2 separate regions of the Triticum aestivum genome follow, and region 1 is linked to region 2. A link is a contact called in public Hi-C data. All regions are on one chromosome and are shown on one strand. The core of a region is the stretch at or near the end of the contact, and the rest is flanking DNA. Distances in the headings are between cores, read along the strand shown. Region 1 holds the start of LOC123046967. Region 2 holds the start of LOC123046965 (protein RCC2).

Region 1 (7,233 bases), core at 4,077-6,576, 280 kb after region 2:
TCCTTGTTGGGTTCGACACTCTTAGTTATCTAAAGGACTACGATAGATCCCCTACACTTCTGGGTCATCACAAGCCTATGTCAAACTGTTTGAGCGTCCTCTAGCGGAGGGGCACATCAAAGCCATCCTGGCTTTGTTTGGTTGGGACACCTCGGCACTTCCACTCTTCAAGCAAGACATGGTGGGGATGGGCTAGATCTAAAACTAGATGTCGTGGATCTCTTTGTAGGCCACTAATATGAATCAGTTGCCATTTAAGATTCTAGTGTGGAACGTGCGCATGCTTAATGCACCGGCACAATGGACTGTAATGTTCCAAGTGGTCAATGCGGCTAAACCTAGCATAGTCTGTCTACAGGAAACAAAATGGAGAATGTAGCATCGGTTGTGGTGTCTCAACGACTTGGCAATAAATTCGAATCTTCCTACTTCTTGCCCTTGGTGGGAACTTGTGGTGGAGTTCTGACATCCTGGAACGCTGCAACAGTCTCCCTGTCGCGACCACATTACACAGAAAACACGTTGACAACCCTTGTCCAGCCGCTCGAGGGGAGAGCGTGGTGGCTCATAGGAGTATATGAACCTCAACTTGATCATCAGAAAGTGGAGTTCCTTCAGGAGCTTTGTTGACATTAGGGACCTGCATGTCGGTCCATGGGTGACACTTGGTGATTTCAATCTGCTTGTCAACCCGGAGGACAAGAGTAACAACATGATCAACCGGCGGATGATATCTAGATTCAGATCGAAACTAAACTTGCTTGAGGTCAAGGAAATCTACCTAAATGGTCGGCGGTATACTTGGTCAAACGAGAGAGTTGAGGCAACACTTAAGAAAATCAATCACGTTTTCAGCACCACTTGCTGGGAAGAGTTTTACCCGACCTGTCAGCTCGCGGCTCTGGGCTCCTCGGTCTCAGATCACTGCCCCCTCTTGCTTGACGTGAATGATGATCTTCATATGGGATGTCACTTCAAGTTTGAAGCTTTCTAGACCAAACTGGAAGGTTTTTCGGAGAAGGTGGCCATGGCATGGGCCTCGGTGCCGTAGGGAGGCAACCCCTTTGTGGTGTTGGACATGAAGCTGTGCGCAACAGTGAAGAAGCTCAAGCAATGGAGTGATCGGCAGATCGGCAATGTTAAACTTCAGATCGCCATTGCCTTGGAAGTTATATTCAGACTCGACAAGGTGATGGACATGCGAACCCTTTCACCTACAGAATCAAGTCCGTGCAAGACCCTCAAGAAGAAGCTGATGGGTCTTTGCTCCCTTGAGAGATCGATTACAAGGCAGCGATCCAGAATTCTCACTCTCTGAGAAGGAGACGCCAGCACTTCCTTCTTTCATCACCATGCTCGTCATCGACAAAGAAAGAACTTCATCTCAACTATGCAGAGGGGTGACATTATTGCTACCAGCCAGGAAGAAATCATGAATGAAGTTGATGCCCACTTCACCCATGCGCTTGGGGAGATACAATCCAGGACCCACACTATAGACCTCAACGCGCTCCACCTTATCTCCCTCAACCCGAGCCACCTGGAAGAGCCTTTCACAGAAGAGGAAACAGAAAGAGACGTCAAAGGAATGCCTCCAGACAAAGCGCCGGGGCCGGATGGATTCACGGGCCGATTCTTTGCCCACTGCTGGAGCATCATAAAGGGAGACATCATGAATGCGTTCGCACATTTCTACAATGGAGACATGAGAGGAATGCCCTCAATCAATAAAGCAATTGTCACTCTCCTTCTGAAGAAGAACAGAGCAGTGGATATCCGAGATTTTCGACCAGTGAGCCTGGTGCACGGTGCGATCAAGATCTTTGACAAAGCTTTGGCCACCAGGCTAACTTCGGACCTGCCATCCCTCATGGTCAAACACCAAAGTGTTTTTGTGAAAGGCAGGTCCATACATGACAGTTTCATGCTTGTGCAATGCACGGCGCGCCGCCTACATGCTCTAAGAGAACCAGCAGCAATGATCAAGCTCGATATCTCCAAAGCTTTTGATTCTGTTCACTGGCCTTTCCTCATCGAAGTCTTGCATGCCATGGGCTTTGGGACAAAGTGGATAACGTGGATCTGTGGGCTCTTGTATACCTCATCAACTAGAATCATGGTTAATGGCACTCCGGGAAGGCAAATATACAACTGCAAAGGGTTGAGGCAGGGCGCCCCGCTCTCGCCGATGCTCTTCATTCTGATTATGGAGCCACTGCAGCGGATGTTTGAGCTTGCTACCTCGAGAGGAATCATGTCCCCCTTAGCACCAAGAGGAATGGAGCACCGTCTCTCAATGTTTGCGGATGACGTCATGATCTTTGTCAAACACAATATCCAGGACATCCAAGCCTGCTCCTCTCTCCTGCGATTGTTCGACGAGGCTTCCGGACTGCAGGTAAACATGCAGAAGAGCGCAACCTACCCCATTCGATGCCCTACTGGCACTTGGGAGAGGGTTCTAGAGACAATTGGCTGCTCAAGTGGCGTCTTCCCATGCAGATACCTCGGGCTACCTCTCACCATCCGCAAGTTATCGGTCACCCAACTCTCGGGCTTGGTGGATCAGATGGCTGCAGCCCTGCCAAGATGGAAAGCTGCTGCCATGCCCAAGAGCGGACGCATCCTCCTCATCAAGTCAGTTCTCTGCGCCATCCCGCTTAACGCAATGCTGGCACTTGACATCCCGCAAAAGACAATCTCCGCAATGAACAAAATCTGTTGTGGCTTCCTCTGGTGCACCAAGGATAGAGCAAATGGAGGCCAATGCAAGGTAGCTTGGGATTTGGTCTGTGCACCCGTGTGGGCAAGTGGTCTCGGCATCCCCAACTTGGCCTGGCTGAACACAGCAATGCAAGCAAGATGACCGTGGTTGCAGCGCTTTGACCACACTAGACCCTGGGTTGAATTTAACATCAATGTCCCGAAGGAATCGAATCAACTCTTCCAGGCCACGACGGTAGCTACGGTGGGAGATGGAAAGAATACATTCTTCTGGGAGGATAGGTGGCTGCACGGGCGTAGAGTACATGAAATTGCTCCAAACGTCTACAAGAAAGTACGTAGCAAGACCAGAGCAGCGTGAATGGTACATCAGGCTCTCTCAGAGGGAAGTTGGGCACGTGATATTGGGCCTGAGCTCACACCGACCCTACTCTAAGAATACCTGGGCCTCTGGGCTGCAGTCCATGAAGAGCCCCTTCAAGAGGGAGCACAAGACTCGATTTCCTAGGCTTGGGAGGCGAACGGCTGCTTCTCGACCAAGTCTGCCTACGCGGCTAAGTTCTGGAGTCGGGAAGTTGCACCAACTTCGGAATTTACATGGAAATCCAAGGCGCCCATGCAATGTTTTTTCTTCCTTTGGCTCGCCCTATGCAACCGATGATGGATGTCCGATCGACTAGCTCACAGAGGATTGGATCAACAGGAGGCATGCCCACTATGCGACCAAGGAGAGGAAACAATCAACCATCTGCTTCTTACTTGTGTATTCACCCGACAGATTTGGACGATCATATGCCAAGGCATGGGCAAGTAGGACTGGATTCCATCACCGACCGACGCGCTTCACATGGTGTGAGAGCAAGACCGGACCCGGGCGCAGCGGGAAGGACATCCGGGCTATCCTCACTCTCGTAATGTGGGAGATATGGAAACACCGCAACGCAATTGTCTTTGATGGAGCAACACCCTTGATAAGCCATGTAATTGGTAGAATAGATGACGAGGGACGGGCGTGGAAGCAAGCGGGGCTACTGAAAGGAGACATAGCATCTTTCCTAGGGGAGTTGACAACGTGGGCTGCATGGAGAGGATAGGTTTAGATGTTACTTGCGTGGAGTTGGGTTCATGTAATTTGATCATGTAACACCAACATGGAGGGGTTCTTTACCCTACTCCCTCTTTAATGCATAATACGCACTCTCGTGCGTATTCGAGAAAAAAATACTTTTTATTCAGCCGGACATGCGACCTACACGGCGGCTGGCTTGATTCCCATGCATGTAAGGATTTTTTTTATTCGACTAGCTGACAACTTGCATCGGCCTTTCGCCCAAACATTGGGTTCCAGTGGATTTTCTGTTTCCCGTGAAAAGTACAGGGCAAGTACGCTTTCCTATGGAGCAAGGGACAAATGATCCTTTGAACCGAACGCATCACAGTTTATTTTTTCGAAGGAAAGCAAGCCTGCAAAGTTTCCTGCATAATTCCTGCAGATCGAACGGAGCCTAAGTTTACATGATTTTTAAATCAAAAAGAATAGAAATAGTGCATCCCAACTTATGTTCAATGCTGATGCAACATTTCCGTATGAAAACAACTCTGCAACTTGTGGCACCATTACTTGGAACTATAAAGGGGACTTCATTGCAACACAGAATCGTCACTAAGGACCAATCATCGATGCTCAAACCACAGGCCATGGCCCTCAAGCGAGGACCGAGCTGGCTTCAAGCATCGGAGTTCGGTACCTCATGGTGCGGTTGGATTGCACAAAGCATGTGCATCTTTCAATAGGGGGGGAGGGGGGGGGGACTACTTTCTCTACCATGGTTGCTCCGATCATTGGCGATATTTAGGTTTGGGGAATCTTTTTATTAAGCATTGTATGCGTGAGACAAATAGTGACCCGCACGAGCTAGCAATCATGGCTAGGGTCTTAATCGATCATTCGAATAGACTGTGGATGATGTATCTCTGTTTGAGTTGGAATAAAACTAGTCATGGTGATGCCACCTAGAAAAGGCAAGTTTGACTCTGCTAGGTTTATCTTTTGCTTCAAGCCACACCAAGTAAACCTTTCTGGCAATTTTGCTAACAACTCACGTCGACAAAGTTGGTATCTCCCAAACAAACAAACAGGCTTTAAACCATGCACCCCGTTTCCACCCTATCCAAATCGAGTCTGAGACCAGTTAAAAAAAACTTTGTTTGAGACAGCAATCGCATCATCCGTCTTGTACAAAAATTGAGACACTTATTTTGAGATGTTGGGAGTATATATTTGCGTGATTCTTTCTGTAGCAAGCAGCTCTAGAGACCCGAATAAACAAAGCTAATCTCGCGGCAGCAGTTACCAGCCCTTGGCATAAATCAAACTCCTAACTGAAAGCACCATGTCGCCACCGTAATCTATCTTATCCCGGCTAATCCGCGGAGATAAGCCCCCATTTTCTTCCTCACCCCCGCCGATCGGTCGACAGAGTCCCCTAAGATAAGATGCTTATCCTCGTGAGCCAGTGTAGTTCACATGCCCCGATTATACATAATTGATTGCTCCCAGCAAGCAACACATGTTTCCGTCTCTTGCGCCCCCGGAAACGAGTGTTTCCACATGCGCAAACACTCCAGACAGTAACGTAGGTGATAAGACCGACGCTCTGCACGGCAAGGTCGCAAGGATAGGCTTGGTTTTACTTTCGGCGCCAGTCGACGGAGGCCTATCTGAACGAGCAAGACGCCCGCCTGCCCACGGCAACGGTTCTTCTTTTTCCCCACCCCTCGCGTAGTAAAGTCTGCATATATATGGGGTCCTCTCCTTTGCCGTCCAAGCTCCCAACATCCCAAGCCAAGAGATAACCATTGCCCGTGCCTCCTGTTCAGGCCCTGAAATGGATGGACCTTGCAACAAGGCTCTGCGCCGTGAGGCCGCCGCCTGCGTCTGCCAAGGAGAAGATGATCACCCCGACGCTGCTTCTTGCACCTCGCCCTCAGGGGCGTCCAGCGGGTCGTCGTCGTGCTCATTGGCGTCGGATCTGGGTGATGGGTCGAGTTACTCCCCGCCCGATGATCATTCCTCGGGGTCGTCTTCAGCGTCATCGAGCACCTTGCAGCTGGACTCTGAGGCCGAGGGACCTCTCTACGAGCTGTCTTCGCTGCTAGCCCAGCTTCCTGCCAGGTAGAGTACATGCTTTGCACCTTGATAACATGGAATTTGCCCGTTTGCGTTTCCCTACCTGTATGAAAACACCAAAACTTTGTCACCCTTTCCAAGAACATGCATGCTACGCTAACAGGTCTTCAAATCGGATGGCCGAATTTAAAATGACATGCTCCTAAGTGATTAGCTTGTGAGGTCCCACTTTGCACAGGACAAGTATTTAATTCATTGGTTATGAATATTTTCCTAAAATACATACTGAATAACTAGAGAACACAATGTCACGCTTCTTTCCATATAACTTCTATAGAATCCACTTCATATTGCAAATTATTCAGACTACCATCTCTGACAAATAATTTAATTTCCACAGGAGAGGGTTGTCCAAGTACTACCAAGGGAAGTCCCAATCATTCACATCGATATCTTATGCTACATGTCTTCAAGACCTTGGAAAGGAAGTTACCTACAGCAAGAGGATGAAGACATGCAAGAGCTATACAGCGGGATCAGGCATGAACCAGCGGTCAAATCACTCACCGAGGACATGCAACAAGATGATAGCCAAGAGGCCCTCAAAAAGTTCATTTGCTTGTCAAATGTCCAGAGCAAGCAGCACCAACCTCTTGTTCAGGAGTGCCAATTTACCTGCACACCAGAACAAGGAAGATGTACAAATGCATATGAACTCTTAACTAGCTACAACTAGAATGCCAGGACTCCACTTCCCATGAACATACAGTACTTACTGTACACTTTCACATGGAAATTCAAACTAATTTCTCATTCTGAGATCAGCCTGATTTCTCTTATGTCTGATTTTATTTTAGCCTATATGAAAGTTAACTGTAAAAATGAATAAAGTGACACTTGGTCTAGTCATAATCGGAAAAACTCAATAGACACAGCTCCTTGTGTTAAACTTGCCCATGATGGTAGGTGGTACACCATCTATTCTCTTATACACACGATGCCACAAGTTAGGGGAACCATTTATTAAGGAACGATAAGAGATGTTCCTGAAAGCAACTGTACAGGTATTCTGTGGAAAATCAGTATTGCCATGAATGATTACGATGACATGTTCATCAGAGTCAAGGGCCACAACATTCGCAAAAAGAGGGAGTCAAGGGCCACAAGAATATTTCTATTAGGTTATCACAAGTCGAAACATGTGATTTCACTTGGTGTTTGTCTAAACAAGCTCGTCTGGTTTTCTTTTCTCCTCACCTCCATGAAGGACATCTGTTAACAACAAGAGAAAGGCTCTCATAAAAACCAATGAAACTACTACTACAAGAGCATGGTTTTAAACTTCAAAACCAAATCACCTGAAGGAGATCAAATTTGCC
Region 2 (7,385 bases), core at 925-3,424:
GACACAACCCTAATTGCCCAAGTAAAGATTATTTCTTCACACAACAATTTTATAATGCTGATGCCATATCAACCACAAAGAAATGAAAGAAGTACCAACCATTCTTTAGGGAACCTGTCCCCAACTGTCCAGATTTGTTGTGGCCAAATGCGAAGGACTTCCCGTCATCAGTTACAACCACTGTATGATTTTTTCCAACACTTGCTTTAATTATTTTATATCTGCACAACGAAAAACTGCTCATTAGCATTTAAACACATACTGAGGCAACCTTTACCACCTATAACCGTTGCAACTAGACTAGAACTGCTCAGTTCGTGAATTTAGCAATAAAATATGCAGTACACAGCTATTAAAAAATTCATATGGAGGTAAGGAAATAGGTATTGCAGACAGTTATCTTACTTTGATAGTTCAGAAACAACAGTCGGTAGGCTACGTTGAAGAGTATCCCCATGTCCCAACTGCCCCTTCTGCTAGAAAGTAATAGTGCTGAGTACCACATCAAATAAAATCAACTATGGAGCTATATTTATACCTCATTGCGACCCCATGTATAGCAACGCCCATCAGCACCCAAAGCAACACAGTGGCAAGCGGCTGGCAAAATAAAAGAAATCATCAACAAAGTGCCAAGGTATGTAGGGTCCCCAAGTATGTAAAGCTAACAATAAGATATCAGTTGAAACTAAGGATGACAGAAGACAAACATGTCATGGTAAGAGAAGAAACCCTGTAACGATTCAAGAGAACAATCTCTGCCTCTCTCCCTCGCTTACTCATTCCTGGGTTCATTTGGTTCTCAGGCTAGCATCCACCTAGTCCTGGCCTTGCTAGACAAGAATGGCTGTTTGATATCACGACAAAAGCATTGCTTTGCCTGACAAGATTGCTAGTGACGACCAAGAAAAGCTTGCATAGAAAGCAGTGTTAGTGTTGAGGGAAATCATTTTGTACCCTTCTGCAGTTACCTAGGTTACACACCTCCCTGTGGCACTTATGGATGGAATTGTGAGGTTAATAAAAGGCAGAGGTGTCACGGTCTCAGGATTAGGAATGTAATAAGCACTACAAGGTCTGCACGGCTGTCAACGAAGAGCTTGGCAGGCTGTGGAATCAGGGAACGAGGAACGACGCGTGGCAGATAGCAGGGTTGAGAGAAGAGAATGGGAATAAATATGGAGGTTATACAGACAGAGACAACCTAGCAAATTCAGGCCGGTGATTTCCGCTGCAACATACAATTCAGGCATGTCTAAGATCACAAATGCCATTAAGGTTTGCGGAAACGACAAATATCTGGAGCGGACTTTCAGAAAAAAAACAGCTTCCAGCACGATGCAGTTCCACGCTGTTTGATCTTGGGTGATGTGATCGCACACTGCCGTTAGCTGATGACGCAATAGCCGACACTGAAAAGCCTGCTGTCAGCACGCATGTACCGCGTGCTCGGTTGGTCGTGCTGTAGCGGACTCCTAGCTGAAAATGTCATATAATACATACACACATCATGGTACAGGGAGGCCTTGCGGCACAACCTGCAGCATCGACTTGCTAGCAACTAACATAACGGCAGAATTCCAGGGTAATCTCCTCCAGAGCACCCACGAACGTGAAACTAGCAGAGAACTAGAGACAAACTCTACTTCCCTCATCTCTTTTATCTTCCTTTCGTGGTAACTACTTCCCTCGTTTCGCACCCGTGCGGCGCTGCTAACCCACATACTCGAAACATTTCGAAGCGCGCCAGTCCCCATCCATCCCCCCCGAAACAAACCACGGAATCGTCACAGAACGCGGGGAGGGAGGAGAGGGAGGAAGGGGCGAAGGGGCCTCACTGCAGCCGGAGGCGACGGAGACGATGTCGACGCCCATGAGCGAGCGCAGCCGCGTCGGGGACACGAGGTTGCCCTGCATCCCGCTGGCCAGCTTGCGGTTGATGGCGTCGAAGTTGGTGGCGCCGCAGTAGAGCAGCTCCCCGCCGGACCCGGCGGGGGCGGCGGCCTTCTCGGGCGCGGCGCTGGCCGACATTCTCGCCGGCGGCGGGGCGGCGGGGCGGTTTCGGGGGGCCGGAAACCCTAGATGCGGCGAGCAGGCGGAAAAGGGCAGGCAAGCGGAGGAGGGCGGTTTTTGAAATCGAAAAACGATACCACCAACCTCCCGATTCGATTGAAACACTTTTCTGCGGCAGGATATTTATCCCGCCGCAGCCGCAGTGCAGTGGGGCTCCCGCGTGCGGCGCCAGTTAGAGAGATCGTGGAGATTTTCGTGCGCGTTTGCTTGTGGTGTGAGGCTGGCCTGTGGGACCGTTCGGTTGTCGGGGCCACCGGTCATTGGGTTTGGTCGTGGTTTATGGGAGAGCATTTGTGTTTTTGGTTGAGGGCGCGGCTCGACTTTGTGGGTTTCCTTTTCGGTGGGACATGCGATGCTGACTTGTGGGCCGTTGGGGGTTGTGGGGTGCCCGTGTCGGGTTAAGCCCACGAGCAACGCGATGGTAGAACAGTACTGCTAAAAAAAAATTATTATTATTAAGGGGAAATGCCCTAGGGCGAGCTTTATTACTTTCAAATCACAGTTACATCGAAGATTATATCTGAAAGAATAAAGCTAGGAGGATCACCATCCAAGAAAAACTACAACTTTAGAATAATAAACGTGCCTCGCTAAATTATGTGCGGCCCTATTAGCGTCCCTAGAACAGTGTTGAAAGCTCATTGTACCTAATCTTGTTGCTCACTGGAAACAAACTGCAAATATCGTCGTGGCTGGGCTTAAAACTTCATTCATGCCAGTGCAAGCTTGGATTAATTCCAGCGAATCAGACTTCATGATAACCCCATTGCAGCCTGTATTTTCAAGCAATATCAGGCCCTTTTGCAAAGCTAAAGTTTCAGTTGTGCTAGCATCATACACGTTATTCAAAAGCCATGAGCCACCTGCTATTGTCTCCCCCTTGTAATTCTGAATCACTGCCGCTGCTGCTCCTGACCCATCTTGGAAAAAAGATGCGTCCACGTTCATCTTGTAGCTGCCAACAGGAGGTTTCTGCCATGGTATTTTTTGTGATTGTACCACACTCCGAGCCGCTGCAAAGTTCGATGTGATTGCGATGATAGTGAAAGTTGTCCTGCTGGGCGAAGTCACTTGGTTTCCTTTCACAAACTCTCTCCTCAGCCACCATATATACCAAGCGCCCACGACAACCAATTCTGCAACACCAATGTTTGGGAGAATCGGTCTAATATTTGTCTTGTTTCGAATTATCTCCACCATGACTATGCTGCCAGATCGGTCTACCCTCAATGCATTATCTACAACTTCTTAAATACCCAATGCATTCCAAACTTCCTTGGCACGCTGACAAGAAAATATCAAGTGCTTGATGTCCTCTGCTTCCTCTGAGCATAAAGAACATTGCGGAGACACCTTAATGTGTCTATTTGCTAAAATGGGTCGAGTGGCAACTACACCATGTAGAGCTTTCCACGCAAATATCTTGACCTTACTTGGCACTTTCAACTTCCAAAGAATATCCCACACTGAATTAGTCATCGAAGACCCCTGTCCATCACTTCGTCTTACCTATGAATCATGCTGGTGGTGCCACTCTACATAGTACGCAGAGCAAACTGCAAAGGCATATGATTTAGTAAAGTTACATGCTACAAAACCCTCCACCACCTAAACATTCAGTGGAATTCTCAAAATCCTCTCAGCATCTATAGGGAAGAAGATGTTTATGATGAGTGCTTCATTCCACTCTCCTGAGTACGGATCAACCAATTCTTCCACTCTGGTCAGCAAACAAGCCCCCTTAGGTGTCAAAACCTTTCTAGTTGGGTTGTTTGGCACCCAGCAGTCATTGCATAGATTGATTTCAGATCATGTCCCAACACGCCAAATATGACCTCTCTTGAAAGTTTGGATTCCAGAAATAATAGACTGCCAAGTAAAGGAAGATCCTTTTTTGTTCCCTGCCTTCAAAATATTACCATCCGGATAGTATTTCGCACAAAGCATATGAGCCCATAACGCATCTGGATTAGAGATCAATCTCCAACATTGTTTGGCTACCATCGCGAGGTTAAAAGCATGAAGGTCAAGGAAGCCCATTCCACCCTCATTTTTTGGTATGCACATTCGCCACCATGCCCACCAATGCATCCTTTTTTGATCCTCTTCGTCACCCCACCAAAAACTAGCCATGGCATCTGTAGTTTCCTAACATATTTTCTTCGGGATCTTAAACACTCCCATTGCAAAAACCGGCAGAGACTGAATGACTGCTTTAAGTAGGATTTCTTTACCTCTGAGAGAAAGAAATTTCTCCTTCCAGCCCTTTATCCGAGCAATCACCCTCTCCACCAAGTAGGAAAAGCTATCACTTCTGTCCACTCCAACCATAGCAGGCAAACCGAGATACTTGTCAGATAAAGCATCGGTCATTATATTAAGTTCTACACACATACTTGCTTTTGTTTCCACATCCACACATGGACTAAAATAAATGCATTTCCCTTCACTCACCGACTATCCAGAACTCGTGCAATATTGGTCAAGCACTTGTCTCACCGAGGTTGCATTATTTAAATCCGCCTTCATAAGGATCAAGGAATCATCAGCAAGTAGTAAATGTGAAACTGATGGTGCACCCCTGCACACTTTTACTCCTTCTATGCCACGAACCTCCTCTTGGTGAGCCAACAGACTCGACAAACCCTCTGCAGAAATCAAGAACAAATATGGTGACAAGGGATCCCCCTGACGGGGACCCCTAGATGGCACAAATCCCTCTGTCTCCTGGTCATTATATCTTACTCTATATTTCACATATCTAACACATGACATAATCAACTCAACAAAATTATCATGAAAACCAAGCCTTCTCATCATCTTATCTAGAAATCTCCAGTCGACTCGATCATATGCCTTATGCATGTCCAACTTGACAGCACAGTAGCTAGTCTTTGCTTTTTTTGTAGTTTTTTATCTCTGCTTTTTTGTAGTATTTTATCTTACGTATACATTCATATGCCACCAAGATGTTATCCATAATTAACCTGCCTGGTACAAACGCACTTTGTACCGGGGAAATTATCTCATCCACTACTCTTTTCAACCGGAATGCGGTCATTTTCGACATGATTTTGTACGGGACGTTACAAAGACTGATAGGCCTAAATTGTGAAATTTGCTGAGGACTTTCAACCGTAGGAAGTAGAACTATAACAGTGTCATTCCACCCCTCTGGTATTACCTTGTGGTTGATTGCATTTAGAACCTCCTTCGTCAATTTATCTCCCAATATATGCCAGCACCTTCTAAAAAAGATTGCGTGCAATCCGTCGGGCCCCGGGGCCTTCAAATCCCCTATGGAGAACAAGGATTTTTTAACCTCCTCCATTGTATACTCCTGCAACAGGGCATTATTCATATGCTCAGCTACTCTAGGAGCAACCTTGTTCAACATTTCTGGATCCGGCTCATCTATTTATGTGGAGAACAATCCCGCAAAATAATTTGAAATAAAAGGATTAAGCTTCGTGATGTCCTCCCTCCAAACAACAGACTCATTGCGTAGTTTTTTTATTCTGTTCTTGGACCGCCTAGACGAAGCATAGCTATGAAAGAAGTCGGTATTCCTATCCCCAGCTCTCAGCCAGCCAACACGGCTCCTCAGCGCCCAATACATCTCCTGCTCTAGCAATTTCTCCACTTCCATTAACAAGTTTCGTTGTTTGGCCAAATTCTCTTCCATCATAGCATCCCTTGTTACTTTTTCTAGCTCCTTCTGCACCCCCCTTAATTTTCTCCTAGTACATTTTAGTAATGTTTTGTCCCAAGTATGAAGCTGAGCGTGCACGAAAGCTAGCCTTGAGGCCAAACTATCCCCCGTCGCTGAACTGTTTGCATCAGCCCAGGCTGCGACGACCGTTTATTGGAACCTTGCCTCCTTTAGCCATTTTGATTCAAAACGTAGCACTCTTGTACCCGCAGGGACGTCCGCTATAGGGTCAAGATTGACCAGGAGCGGTCTATGGTCCGAAGGGTAATAATACATATGTTCTACCATTGCAGCACCAAACTTATCATTTCACCCATCGTTCGCTAGAGCCCTATCAAGCCTTGCTCATATTTTCCCTCTTTTCCATGTAAAATTATCTCCCACGAACCCAAGGTCCGTTAGGTTACAATCATCTACAACATCCCGAAACGCTTGCATGTAATTTACATGCCTCGTGTTCCCCCCTTATTTTTCAAAAGTGTACATTATCTCATTCAGGTCCCCAATGATCAACCAAGCCCGATCACTTTGTGCGTGAAGATCTCTCATTCTTTGCCAAGTTTTGTATTTATCCTCCCACTTTGGTTCCCCATACATTCTTGTTAGTGTCCATACACTTCTTGTATTTATTCCCACATCTACATCAATGAAGTTGTTCGTCTTGAACCGCAGAGAAATGCTTGTCTCGTTCTTCCAGTACATCACGAGACCTCCACTTTGACCATTGCTTACAGAAACTCCTTTATAATCCATTTATAATCTCTTTCTTAGGCATTCCGCTGGCCATTCCTCCAAATGTGTCTTGGAAAGAAAAATAATATCTGCCTTCCATCGCTTCTGAACCTCCAAAAGCGCCCTCACCGCCACATCAACTTCATATGTCTTCTGCTTCTTCTTGTTTTGATCTCTCTATCTCGGCGCCACAACAAACTTCCGTGGTGTTCCTGCCGGTGCAAACTGCCCCGCATCACTTCCACTAGCAATATCAGTCTCGATATATAGAGGCCCGCTTTCTTGTATGATCTACTACCTCCATGGTCTCGTCAAGGTCAACATGTTGGTCTGTAAGGGCATCTCCAGCCGTTGGCCCCCCCAAGACGCATACAAATCGTCCCCTGGAGGCGAGCCAGCGATACACTCGACGTTGGGGGCGGTTTTGCGCCCAGTCGTCGCCCCTAGCTCGCCCCTAGGCGCCGAAATTGACCCACTTTGCAGCCCAATTTCGGCGAATAAACGGCCCATATGGGCGAGAATAGGCCCATATTCGGCATGGTTTCGCCGTGTCTCGGCGTTCAATTATCAACACAATTATTCCTTATCACATATTTCATCACAGAAAAATCAAATACTTCAACAAAATACTACAACAACAAATAGTTCAATACAAATTATATAGTTCAACAAATAAAAACTCGTATTTCATCACGCGGCGTCCCCCTTGAGCCTCCATAGGTGCTCAATCAGATCTTTCTGTAGTTGATGATGCACCTGTGAGTCTCGGATCTCCTGACGCATACTGAGATAGGCAGTCCAAGTTGCCGGTAGCTGGTGATCAACTTCGGCTAGAGGATCCTGCCTGTAGTATGGTTCAGTGTCAAAC

The links. A called contact is a pair of places that touch in the nucleus more often than the background predicts.
Region 1: a contact with region 2 is called in a Hi-C map of leaf, with 2.1 times the contacts expected there. The contact joins the promoter of LOC123046967 here to the promoter of LOC123046965 in region 2. A contact is called at or near these places in 2 of 5 Hi-C or Micro-C datasets (leaf and an unstated tissue).

What each region holds. Positions count from the first base shown.
Region 1 is chr2B:724,035,301-724,042,533 of IWGSC CS RefSeq v2.1, forward strand. LOC123046967 reads left to right here and starts at 5,327. Exons shown (of 2, transcript XM_044470427.1): 1 at 5,327-5,899; 2 at 6,255-6,678. The coding sequence starts at 5,613. The coding sequence ends at 6,576. It overlaps LOC123046966 (endoribonuclease YBEY, chloroplastic), which reads right to left. Exons shown (of 13, transcript XM_044470425.1): 12 at 7,213-7,233; 13 at 6,922-7,126.
Region 2 is chr2B:723,761,266-723,768,650 of IWGSC CS RefSeq v2.1, forward strand. LOC123046965 (protein RCC2) reads right to left here and starts at 2,175. Exons shown (of 16, transcript XM_044470424.1): 1 at 1,839-2,175; 2 at 539-600; 3 at 406-473; 4 at 100-221. The coding sequence starts at 2,031.